Linked DNA regions of Zea mays: regions 1, 2 and 4 are each linked to region 3. Evidence: chromatin contacts called from public Hi-C data. All regions are on one chromosome and are shown on one strand. Each heading gives the region's core, a stretch centred on a gene start, on an enhancer-like site or on the middle of the called end of the contact. The rest is flanking DNA. Distances are from core to core; before and after follow the strand shown.

The links. Hi-C and Micro-C count contacts between places; a contact is called where the count stands out from the background.
Region 1: a Hi-C map of tassel shows a contact between it and region 3, with 3 times the contacts expected there. The contact joins the promoter of LOC100191507 here to the promoter of LOC100284497 in region 3. A contact is called at or near these places in 2 of 25 Hi-C or Micro-C datasets (ear and tassel).
Region 2: a Hi-C map of tassel shows a contact between it and region 3, with 4 times the contacts expected there. The contact joins the promoter of LOC100284010 here to the promoter of LOC100284497 in region 3. A contact is called at or near these places in 3 of 25 Hi-C or Micro-C datasets (ear, leaf and tassel).
Region 4: a Hi-C map of ear shows a contact between it and region 3, with 3 times the contacts expected there. The contact joins the promoter of LOC100278646 here to the promoter of LOC100284497 in region 3. A contact is called at or near these places in 2 of 25 Hi-C or Micro-C datasets (ear and tassel).

Annotation. Positions count from the first base shown.
Region 1 is chr4:145,504,389-145,507,548 of Zm-B73-REFERENCE-NAM-5.0, forward strand. It overlaps LOC100191507 (putative RAN GTPase activating family protein), which reads left to right and starts at 1,332. Exons shown (of 2, transcript NM_001136939.1): 1 at 1,332-1,564; 2 at 2,293-3,160. The coding sequence starts at 2,321.
Region 2 is chr4:146,201,741-146,204,632 of Zm-B73-REFERENCE-NAM-5.0, forward strand. It overlaps LOC100284010 (early nodulin-like protein 1), which reads left to right and starts at 1,402. Exons shown (of 2, transcript NM_001156908.2): 1 at 1,402-1,706; 2 at 1,798-2,371. The coding sequence starts at 1,475. The coding sequence ends at 2,177.
Region 3 is chr4:145,922,952-145,925,784 of Zm-B73-REFERENCE-NAM-5.0, forward strand. LOC100284497 (h/ACA ribonucleoprotein complex subunit 3-like protein) reads right to left here and starts at 1,344. Exons shown (of 4, transcript NM_001370655.1): 1 at 1,239-1,344.
Region 4 is chr4:146,389,653-146,392,521 of Zm-B73-REFERENCE-NAM-5.0, forward strand. LOC100278646 reads left to right here and starts at 1,579. Exons shown (of 1, transcript NM_001364472.1): 1 at 1,579-2,241. The coding sequence starts at 1,725. The coding sequence ends at 1,946.

The DNA of each region.
Region 1 (3,160 bases), core at 82-2,581, 420 kb before region 3:
ATATGGAAACTTAGGATTCCTCTAAAGATAAATGTTTTATCTGGTATCTCATAAATAAGATAGCTCTACCAAAGACAACCTCACAAAAAAGCAATGGAAAGGAAGTTTAAAGTGTGTTGCATGTATTTTAGATGAGTCCATTCAACACCTTTTTTTCGATTGCTATATTGCTAGGTGTGTATGACGATGTGTTCAAGTTTCCTTTAATATCTTACCACCTAGAAGTATTCATCATATATTTGGACTGTGGCTTGAAGGGGTAGAGGGGAACCCTTAGGAACAAAATTTGGTTTGGAACCTGTATCTTTTGTTGGGCGGTTTGGGTATATAGAAATGATATTATTTTTAACAATGCACAAGTGCCTACTCTATTACAAGTAGTCTTCAGGGAAACATACTGGATGAGACAGTAGGCAATACGCTAAAAAAAGAAGATGAATCACAAGTAAAGCTAGGATGTCGTCTGCTTTAAACGACCATGATGCAGATTTTCACTACCAATAGATGAAACTTTTCTAAAAGGATTACATTATAGTGGATTGTGTTTTTATCTATATCTTGGTTTTGGAGTTAGGTTGTGCTGTTGTGAGGATCTTTGATAAATGTTGTATATTGGACAGCTTCATGAATATATATTTACATGCAGCGACTGGAATAAGTTATTTATTCTCTTTTCTAAAAAAATGTTTTTTAGAGAAAAAAAAGACTATTCATACCTCTTTTCGGCTCATTGTGAACTATTCTATCCCCTGTAAGTAAGAGGTGACACCGCATTATTCTGACGCCGGAGAGCCGACAAGCTGCAGTAAAAATTCGCACACACAAATAAATAACCTGAAACAACAGCTATCACAGATATAATATAACAATCCCACGTCGGCCAAGCGACTCTGAGTTCCTAATAATAAATTGATGCTTAGGGTTCTAAGCTGTCTCCGTTCTTTGACAATAAAAATAATATATCTAAAGTTTTTATTTAGAGCAATAAGAGAGACAGATAAGACGTTATACCTCTTGCACCGAAGTGAAACGTTGGCCATAATCGTAAAATGGTCAACGTTGTCTAGAAGATTGGTGTACCTGCTGTGTTTTCCCTCCCCCTGAGCCATCATGCCATGAGTAGGGTTTGAAAAGATTTTATCTAAACGGTTTGAAACGAAATTATCTTTAAAAAGACAGAAAAGAAATTATCTTAACGAGGTAAAATGGACCTTTTATCTTTCCCGGTGAGCTGCAAGCCTGCAATGCAACCAGCCCATCCCGTACACCCAAGTGGCCCAACTACCCACGCACGAAATAGCAGCAGCCACCGACCACCAAACCAAACCCTAACAACGCATTTCGCTCCCCACAGCGGCTCGGCCACAACCCACAGCCAGAAGGTCTCGAGCTGGATCTCTACCGTTCCAGCAGACAGCAGTGCGCGCTCTCTCTCTCCCTCGTGGCGACGACTGGGCGACCGCTGCCGCTGCCGCTGCCGCTGCCGCTGCCCTTGTGCCCCGGTCTCCGTCGGTCCGTTCGCCAGGTCTCCTGCGGGCTCTTCGTCGTCGACAAGCTCCGCCTGGTACGACCACCCTTCTCTTCCGTTCCTGCTGTGCGAAGCTGAGCATCCAAACCCTAACTATCAAATTAGAAGTGTATACATGTAAATACATGTATTCTGTCTATTAACTTCGAATTTTTTGCCACAATTATTGGCTGCACACCTATGTACTTTACTGCATTCACCCCTGCTAGTCTGATGGGTTCAGTTGAGCAGTGACATCGTGAGCTTTGCTGGTGCAACTCATTGATGTTTCAAGCAATGTATGTAGAATATTCGGATTAGTAAATTGAGAACTTATATGCTTTTGTAGCTTATTGACGTTTCAAGCAATGTATGTCAAACATCTAGATTAGCAGTTGAAGCCCCATGAACCTGTGACAGTAGCATAAGAGTTTTCTTCTTCTTCTTTTGTTTGAACTCGCCAAATCCTATACATGCTAATCAGAGTAGATGATGTGTTGCATTCCTATATAGAAGGTTATAATAAAAAAAACTTGTGAAATGGCTCTCGGCCTATATCTTTGTTTAGTGAATCAAATAATCAATGTTAGTATTTTAGTGGTAGACTTTAGTCGTCAGCATACTTAGTTTTTTTTTTCTGTTACCATTGTACTAATGTTTTGTTCCCCCAAGAGACCGGAAGATACAATTTAATTGGTTCATATTGTTGGGTTATTGTTGTTTTTTTTGCTGTGATATCTTATGTTATCAAGGCAAGGCTAGTAAATCATGTTCTACTATTACAGGTTGCTGTGTGAAGTCCAAGGTTGTCACATGGATTCAGCACAAGATTTCCAACCCAGGACATTCTCTATAAAGTTGTGGCCACCAAGTGAAAGCACACGGATCATGCTTGTTGACAGGATGACAAACAATCTGTCCACAGAGTCCATTTTCTCTCGCAAATATCGCCTTTTGGGAAAGCAAGAGGCTCATGAGAATGCAAAAACGATTGAAGAACTTTGCTTTGCCTTGGCTGATGAGCATTTCAGAGAGGAGCCAGATGGTGATGGGAGTTCTGCTGTCCAGCTATATGCAAAGGAAACGAGCAAGATGATGTTGGAAGTTCTGAAAAAAGGCCCAAGGACTACTGCAGAACTGGAGGCACCTGTAGCTGACACACCTCTTGTGTCTGCTGATACTGTACTAGATATATCTGGTGGCAAGCGTGCTTTTATTGAGGCAGATGAAGCAAAGGAACTGCTGAGTCCACTTACCAAACCAGGAAATTCATATAAAAGAATTTGCTTTAGCAACAGGAGCTTTGGTATTGGTGCTGCTAATGTTGCTGGGCCAATTCTTGAGTCAGTTAAGAATCAGCTCACAGAGGTTGATATCTCAGATTTTGTGGCAGGAAGGTCTGAGGATGAAGCCCTTGATGTGATGCGCATATTCTCCAAAGCATTAGATGGTTCTGTCCTGAGATATCTGAACATCTCTGACAATGCTTTGGGCGAGAAGGGTGTCAGGGCATTCAGTGAGCTCCTGAAATCGCAAGAATCCCTGGAAGAACTTTATGTGATGAATGATGGCATATCAGAGGAAGCTGCAAAAGCTCTATCTGAGCTTATTCCTGCAACTGAGAAGCTTAAGGTTCTTCACTTCCACAACAAT
Region 2 (2,892 bases), core at 152-2,651, 280 kb after region 3:
TGAATCAAACGACACCTTAAAGTTGTGTGTATACGTACAATTACCGCCCACAGCTGCCGGCCCATAGCCAATGGACAGAATCATTAATTATTTTTATCATCGTAAATGTTTCAATGCCACTTGAATATAACTTTTTACTATTTTATGTCATCGCCAGGGCATGAAATCAGTGGCGGATCCAGGATTAATCCAAGAGGGGGGCTACTAAGCTAAGGATGTAAAATTTTTTAAACCAAACAAAAAATATAATTGATGTTTAATATGACACAAGAACTAAGATATAATTTAAACATTCAAGAAATATATAGTCCAAAAATAAGTCGATACGAATTCTAGAAATACAATAATCTTGCACATACCATGAGTTGATGTTGCGAGTTAAATTTATCTTCCGAGTTCTTAAGCCTTGAAAATGTTTCAAAATCTTTTCATCTTAAATATCTACAAACATATCCTATAAATACGGGATTACTATCAAATAAATAATCAAATCAAAACTTTAAATCAAACTCAAAGAAAACAATAGCACATGTTTCACCTTCACTGCTTGTCTGCTTCACAAATCACAACTAGGGTTTCGCACGGTCACAAATCACAGCTTGTCTGCTTCACAAAAGGCGGAGCGGTGGCTGGACAACGACGTGGTCGCGGGCTCGCGCGGTGCTCCGACGGTGCGGCCTCCGGGTGAGCGGTGCTGCGAGGTGTGGGGGGGTCCGGGTGGGCGGCTGCGGCAGCGGTGGAGCTCCGGGCGAGCGGCGCTGTGGCCTGCAGGGTGCGGGCTGCTGGCTGTAGCTAAGGGTAGAGCCGTAGAGGACTAGCTAGAGGGAGAATGTTCACGGGACTGGCTGGAGCTAGGCGCCTGAGCGGTCGCGTACGCATTCGGCCTCTTCACTTTACTGGGCCGCGACCTGGGCTACAGACAGCCTATGTCAGAGATCGGCCCGTGCATGGAATAAATTATTACATGTATGTTTCTTATTAAACTTTTATGCCACATACGCGCGGCTGACGATAGCATGCATGGATGGGTAAAAAAGTTCGTGAACGCGACATAAAATGAATTATAGAATATTTACGACAACAAATAACGTTCCGAACGAAGTTGCAGTGGTATTTCGATTTCGTGAACTGCCGCCGCGGCGCCATGCAATGGTGCCATGCAGACGTGAACTGCCGCCGCGGCGCCGCGCGCCCCTGCCTTGTTGTCGTTGCCCACGTCCTCGCCACACACGCACGTTCTGACGTTCGGACGTTCCCACATCCCACCAGGGCACCAGTACACACAGCGCTCGCGCAGTCAAACTACAACCGGCGATGCGACGCAGCAGGCCTGCATGGTCATACCACCGTACGAGCCCGTCAAGCCCCTCTAAAACGTGGCCGCACCGCTTCCTGCATCCCATTCCACCCCACGCAACGCACCACGCGCGAAGGAAGCTAGCTCCCACCGTGAGTGCAGTGCACCGCTAGATCCATGGCGGCAGCGGCGGCAGGAAGCTCCCGCCTTCTCTCCGCGCTGGCCCTCGCCGGCGTCGTTTCCTTCCTCCTCGTCGCTGACCCTGGCGTCGTCGCCGCGGAGGCGGCAGCCGCGCCGCCGGGGCTGGAGTTCCGCGTGGGCGGGCCGCGCGGGTGGCGCGTCCCGGACGCCAACACCAGCTACGGATGGTGGGCCATGAACAACCGCTTCCACGTCGGCGACCGCCTCTGTGAGCACCAGTAGCCTAACTCCCACATTTCGACAACAATCCGACCATGACGCGCACGGATCCATTTCGACATCCTCCGTTCCTCTCGCAGATTTCAAGTACGCGAACGACGACTCGGTGCTGGTGGTGAACCGCCTGGCCTTCGACGCCTGCAACGCCAGCGCGCCGCTCGCCGCGTTCGCCGGCGGCGCCACCGAGTTCCGCCTCCACCGCCCGGGATTCTTCTGCTTCATCAGCGGCGAGCCAGGGCACTGCGAGGAAGGCCAGAGGCTCATCGTGCGCGTCATGGTGCACCCGGCGGCCCTGGCCGCGGCGCCCGCGCCTGGCCCTGGAGTTCCGACGATGACGCGCCCCGGGATGCCGTCCGGGTGCTCCGACGGCGCCTCCTCCTCCGCTGTTGACGCAGCGATCGCTGCCGCCGCCGGCGTCGCCATGGCTACGCTTGTTGGTATGGGCTTGATGCTCCACTGATTGGTTTGCTACTTTGCTTTTATGTGCGCAGCTAGTACTGCAGTGCAGACGTACTCACACACTAGTACCTAGTTGTTGTTAGATAATGTTCCGTTGCCTAGTTTTCAGTTTCCATGTTATTTTGGGTTCATGCATGATGACTTATGAAGTATTGGTACTATATTAATGTCGTCGTGTCGAACAATTTGTTTAACTCAGTAACCGTATGTCCGTATGTATGCTGTTTAGTAGCTACATGTGATGTGCTTCAGTTCGTTGTTTTCTGCTTCTGCTCTTCCTTGTAGTTCTCAACGATGCTAAATTGCTGGCCTCTTTTTTAATTAGTATCAGAGAATTCCATTATATTTCCGTACGTACATATGCATATGGATACCGAATATCACATGGTTCATCAACATTAACACCAACCCATGGTGGAAACCGTCGTCACAAGCTGTAGTTCTTTGCATCAGATATTGTAGTAGGAGCATCCCTGTTGCATCTGTCTTCCTTCAGTTTTTGGCAAAATCCTTTATATTAAATTCTTTCGTTTTAAAATTGCATTTCAAATTGCTACGTGTTTCTGATTTAGCAAGTGCTTAGCTTTGCCTCGTGCTTGTCCATCTCCGTAGGCCGTCGCTATTGTTCCCATCCCACGCACAGCGCGAACACCGTGCACGTGCCACAATGGTTCATGCATGTATTTCTCGAACGACCAGCGTGAGATGCTTGCACG
Region 3 (2,833 bases), core at 94-2,593:
CTCTCTCTCTTCGATCCTCTTGCTTCCGCTCGCACCTCGGGCTGGTCTCGTGCTGCTGTGCATCTGTCAGCAGGTCATGTCATGTTCGAGCATTCGCGAGCGCGCGGGGCGTCGTATCCGTGCCCGCGAACCAGCCGGTAACCTGCTGAATATTTACCAGCGCGAGTTCATTTCTGATTTGGGGATTGCTGGTGCCTTTTCAGAGGTCTCTGCAAGGAATTGGTCAAAGGGTGGTCGTCGATCAACAGCGACGAAGACTGCAAATTCAACCTGCATCCTGATTAGCGGATTTGTGCAAATAATTTTATTGAATGAAAGCGGTTAAATTTGTGATTTTCTGTAGGATTTCAACGCTTCAGTCTGATTGCAAGAATCACAGCGAGATTTTGAGCTAACCTGCTGAATATTTATGAGCTAAAAATAATCTGCTGAATATTTTTGAGCTATAATCTGAAAAGCATCTGGAATCTGTTGTAATCATATTTTTAGTTCAAATCTGTTGTAATTAGTTCATATTTAGGTGATTGTAATTAGTTCAATTTTGAAATTTGGCGAGAGCTGCATTTTACACATCAAAACTGGTGGCAAACCAATTGAACCAAGCTAAAAAAATGAGAACCAAACAATGTGTCATATGAGTCTGGTTCATTTTGACCAGGCAACCAAACATTTTGGATTTTCTTTGTACATGCGGGCTCCCTTGAGCCTGGTCCTCTCACTGAGCCAGGCTCAGACTGGGCCAAGCAACCAAACACATCCTTATTGATCGTAACTACATAAAAAGTTTTCTAATATCCCCAAATTGCTACTCTCTTAATGTCCATGAACTTTCATGAACTTTCTCTAATCTCAGCATAGAAACTTTCATGAATTTTCCGATCATTAACGAGCCCCTGAAATCTCCACTGGCACAATCATCCTTGCTTAAACAAGGACGCCAGTTGTGAACCTTGCTTGCTTTCAATAATCAATATAAGCAGAGACAGAAGAATACGCAACAACGGCGCCGCCGCGAGCATCAGAGCCGCCAAGAGGCCAGCTGCAGCAGGCCGCGGTGCAACGCCGGCAAGATGCCAGCCAAGACCAAAGCAACGGCACAAAGCTCCCCAATAGGATCCATGGAACAGATGCTCAAACCCCATCGAATCCCACTTCACAAGCCCACGCCTACAATGTCTCCGCCTTACAACGCTCATATCAACTGTACCAGAGACAAAGAATATTTGAGAGAGACTCACCAGAGCTTGGAAGACGGATCAGCAGTTGAGCCTCAGCACGAATGCACGACACTGGCGGCTAGGGGCTAGGGCTTACGGAAGAGAGGCCACGGCTTATTTTTCCTCTACCGTCGCCACAACTCGCGATTCGCGAACTTGAGCGTTGCTCTGCAGTATGCACTCCGCACAACGCTAGCGGCGCGGGCCTGTCCGCAAGCCCACCAGGCAGGGCCGGCCCGCAAAAAAATCGCTAGTGGCACGTGCAGGTTGCTTCATTTGGTATCTATCCATTCTGGGCTTGCGCAGGAGCGCCTGAGAGACGCAGTGGATTAATCTTGGCAGCATTAAGGTCCGTGCTACCGCTAGAGGCTAGCATTTTAAAACCCGAATCCTAATTAAATCTAAATAAACTGAATTGTCGGTCAATTTAGGTTTTCGAGTTCAGATTTAGTTTCTATACGTGCTATATTTCGGGGTATAGATTCGAGAACCCGAATAGACCGAATAATCCGAAATATAAAAAACCTCTTAATATATGATGATATTATTGTATGCTTTATGAACTTATTAGATAAAAATTATGATATCATCTTAACGACAGTATATTTTTTTGATAATGGAAACAAAAAATGTTCCAGCCTTTTGTAGTTTCCTACATAGAGCATTACAGTTTGAAAATTAATAAAACATTCATTATTAAAAAAGAACATTCTTGAAAAGAACTTGTTCTCGAATCAAGCGTCCTTTAATCTGACATTAGAACTCCAACCATATTTTGCAAGGATCTCCATTGCCACCGTCTCTAAGGATTGACATACCACAAGAATCTCTTGGTGAGCTTTTTGTTTCTGCAGTAATATCCAAAGTCTGAGCCAATACGTCCCCTGAAAAGAACCTGCAAAATTGATGGTATTGGTTTAAAATTAAAGGCCACATCATTGCGGCACAACCGAATAGACCAAAACATTGCCACCACTCAGATTAGGAGTTTTTTCCAATGAGATATTCCCTTTTTAGTAACTGAAAGGGAAAAGTGCCCCTGGGCCATTTTTATAAATATTTTGGTGATTAGATGCCAACACATATTGTTAAAAGGTGATATGTGTCAAGTATTAAAAAGATGCAAATAAAGAATAAAGGTAATATCTTGACACTTTGTAAATTGTTTTATATGCTAAACACTCTTGTCTAAGTGCCAGAGACTCAGCTTAGTAAAGGCCAAAAGAGTCAGAGGAAAACAAACAAAGAAACGAAGAAAAAGGTGCTGATAGTGCAGCACCGGACAGTCCGGTGCACGATCTGCGGAACTCTTCGCTCTCGGGTTTTTCCCTGTCTACGTCGGCTATAAATCACCGGACAGTCCACGCGAGGCGCCGGACAGTCCGGTGCTCCAACCGTGCAACGACTACCTACCACGTCGACAAGCGCCTACGGTCATATGGTGCACCGGACGGTCCGGTGCCCCACAAAAAAGGAAATCAGCCAGTCAGGAGATTCTGTGCCGCGTCCTGTGCGCATACTGTTCACTGTCCGGTGCGTCACCGGACAGTCCGGTGCACCGACAAACAGAAGGCAAGAATTGCCTACCAAATGGAGTTCCAACGACTCCTAGCTGC
Region 4 (2,869 bases), core at 329-2,828, 470 kb after region 3:
TCTTGAGATGATGGATAGCCTTTGATGCTACCCAAGCACTAGTAGGTGTTGTGGTCTTCCTTCGAGCACTAGAAGTACAATTGTGGGCCTCAATTAAGACTGTTACCTTCAAATGGGAATCTCAGTCAGTAACCATGTAAACAATATCATATGAAAAATAGGAAATGTACATATAAGCAAGCATAGGCTCAAAAGACTATACCATAACAGTATTCCCATCATGCTGTCTACGTCCCACAATATGCCAACGGCAACCTTCTCCTTTGCAATAACCAATAAATCGACTTGGGTCAGTTTTATAGATGTTTAGCTCAAACTCTTCGTTGATAGCGAACTGTCTCACAGCTAGCCTGAACTCACGCATGCTGGAGTACACTGTTCCAATATCCATACAAGGATTGTCTGGGTCATGCACCATCACCCTTTCTCCTGGAATTTCATCAGTAACAGGGATGGCTGCTCCAAGAGTTTCATCTTCACAATAACTAGTAGGTCCATTATCATGTCTCTTAAAAGCTTCAGCCACCTTCTCAGCAGCTTCATCCTCAGCTCTCAACCCAATCAACTCATACATTTTGTCATCGTCAACGATTTCTATCCTACCTTTCTCATCTTGGTTCTCAACAATTTGTAGGGCATCCCAGTCAATAACAGCTTCAGAGTGAGAACCAGGATATACTACCATTGCTAAGCTAAGCGGGGTCTCATCATCAAGGCTGAAAATATAAAATATAAAATGGATTCAAAGGGGACAAGGTTAGGGAAATTACACTGCTCTATTCTCCACTCAGCTCGATTCCAAAAAAAAGTTAGTACATGTAGAAGCATACCCGTACATACAATCATTCCAACTATACTCCATCTAGCCACTGTCCCCAACTGCACGCGAGATTTCACTGTAACCTAGGGTTACAGAGATGTACTGTAATTTGTTGAACTGATTGAAAAAAAATGCAAGAATAAATTACTGGGCAGCAGCGATGTCCTGGATCTACTCACCTATACTGTGTTGCGTTGCTGTCTTGGGATGGAGACTCCACTGCCGACGGAGGAGGAGCAATCTGAACGGCGGCGGCAGACTTCTGAGCACAACGGCGGTGGCGAAATACCGAGCGAGGGCGACGGAGGAGCACCAATCTAAGCGGCGGCAGGGGAGGAGCAGAGTGAACGGGAGGAGCGGCCGAAGGAATCGCAGCAGCGGCTCCCGCCGCCGTTGAGGAACGGGAGGAGTGAACGGGTCCAGCGAATGTGAGATGCTAGCAAAGGTGTCAGCCACGTCTTGATTTGGAGCAGGGGCAAAAAGGTCCAAGCAAGTGCCCTCTCCTCTGTTTATGCATCGAATAGGTGATAAATGGCATTTTGTCGGTAAACAACGTGTGAGGATGGTGCACTAGCGAAGCTCTTGCACATAATGGCATTCGGGCGAATCCCACGTTCCATAATGGCATAATTCCATATTTCTCGTTTGTCTTGTGGTTCGGCCTGTAGTTGCTGCTAGCTGAACGAACGAGAGATCTCGTCTGCATTTTCTCCCTTTAAGGCTGTGCTTCAAGTTCCTGAAGATATTTCGAATCATAATTTTATTACTCAAATTTCTAATTACCTGAATTACCCTACCCGGAAATATCAGCTAACCCCAGACCGCCCAACACCAGCTCCACCCTCGCCACCAACCGCCCCCGCACCACGGCCAGAACCCTAGTCACTTCCCCGCCGCCCACTCCATGGAGGACGACGCCATCTCGACGCTCATGGACATCGACGACTCGCCGCTCAGCGCTGCGGGGGCCGGGTTCCTCGACGAGGAGGACGGGGAAGGCGAGATGTTCTTCGCCCCGCACCGCGCGGCCCGCGGCGGCGCTGGCGATGCCCGCGGGCCCCTCCCCTTTTCCGGGTTCTTCAACAGCTTCGACGGCGCCGATTTCGACGACGACGACCTCGCCTGAGGGAACTGCCGCCCGGTTCGGTAACGGATGTTGTTCGTGGATCGCGAATCGTGTTATGTCGATACCGTGATGGGGTCTCTTAATTAGCGCATCGATTCAGACTCGTTTGGGCAATCTGAAGATGTTTAGGGATCAACATTACCTTTGTGGCCTATGGTTCGTGGATGCACATGCACAGGGATCAATATAAGTACCTTTGTGCCCCATGGTTCGTGGATCACTGTGCATGTGTTCTTCCGCGTCTTTGTTGTTATTTTGGCTCCATCTGTATGATCTAATGAACCTTCCTTTGTTATCATTCTGTCTCTGTTACTCGATGACTTGTTATAGGTTGTTAAATGCCTATATCTGTTTGTCGAATTGTGTAGGCTGTGAGTTATTTGCTTTATAGAATTTGTGGTTAGTTAACATATTGTGTTGAAAGTTTCCATTTGTCATCAATTTAACCGGCTAGTGATGACAATTCATAGATGCTTGATTATTTGGTGTCGAAGTGGAAATATCACATTAGCATAGGCACATTTTTTTGGAAGCATTGCATCAGTATGCAAATTTGGTATTGCAGGGTAGTTTTAAATCTGCTTCACAGAAACTTTTTCATCATTCATCAAATCAGAATTTGCATAGTTACACTGTCTACTAGAAATTTGGTTCAGAGCTCAAAACTGAGAGCATGCCTAGTTCTAGTTGCCATAAGCATCACCATTGTTTCCAAGTAGCATAACAGTCACTGATAGTAGGGTTTGAATTGAGCTTGGGAGATAACAAAATTGGGAGTGCATGCCTAGTTCTAATTGCCATAAGCATCACCATGCAGGGTTATGAATTGAGCTCAGGAGTCAGGACACAACAAAACTCGCTGCACTGTTTTTTCAGCTTATTAATAAAAAAACACTTACAACGCCAACATTAAACATTGGAAA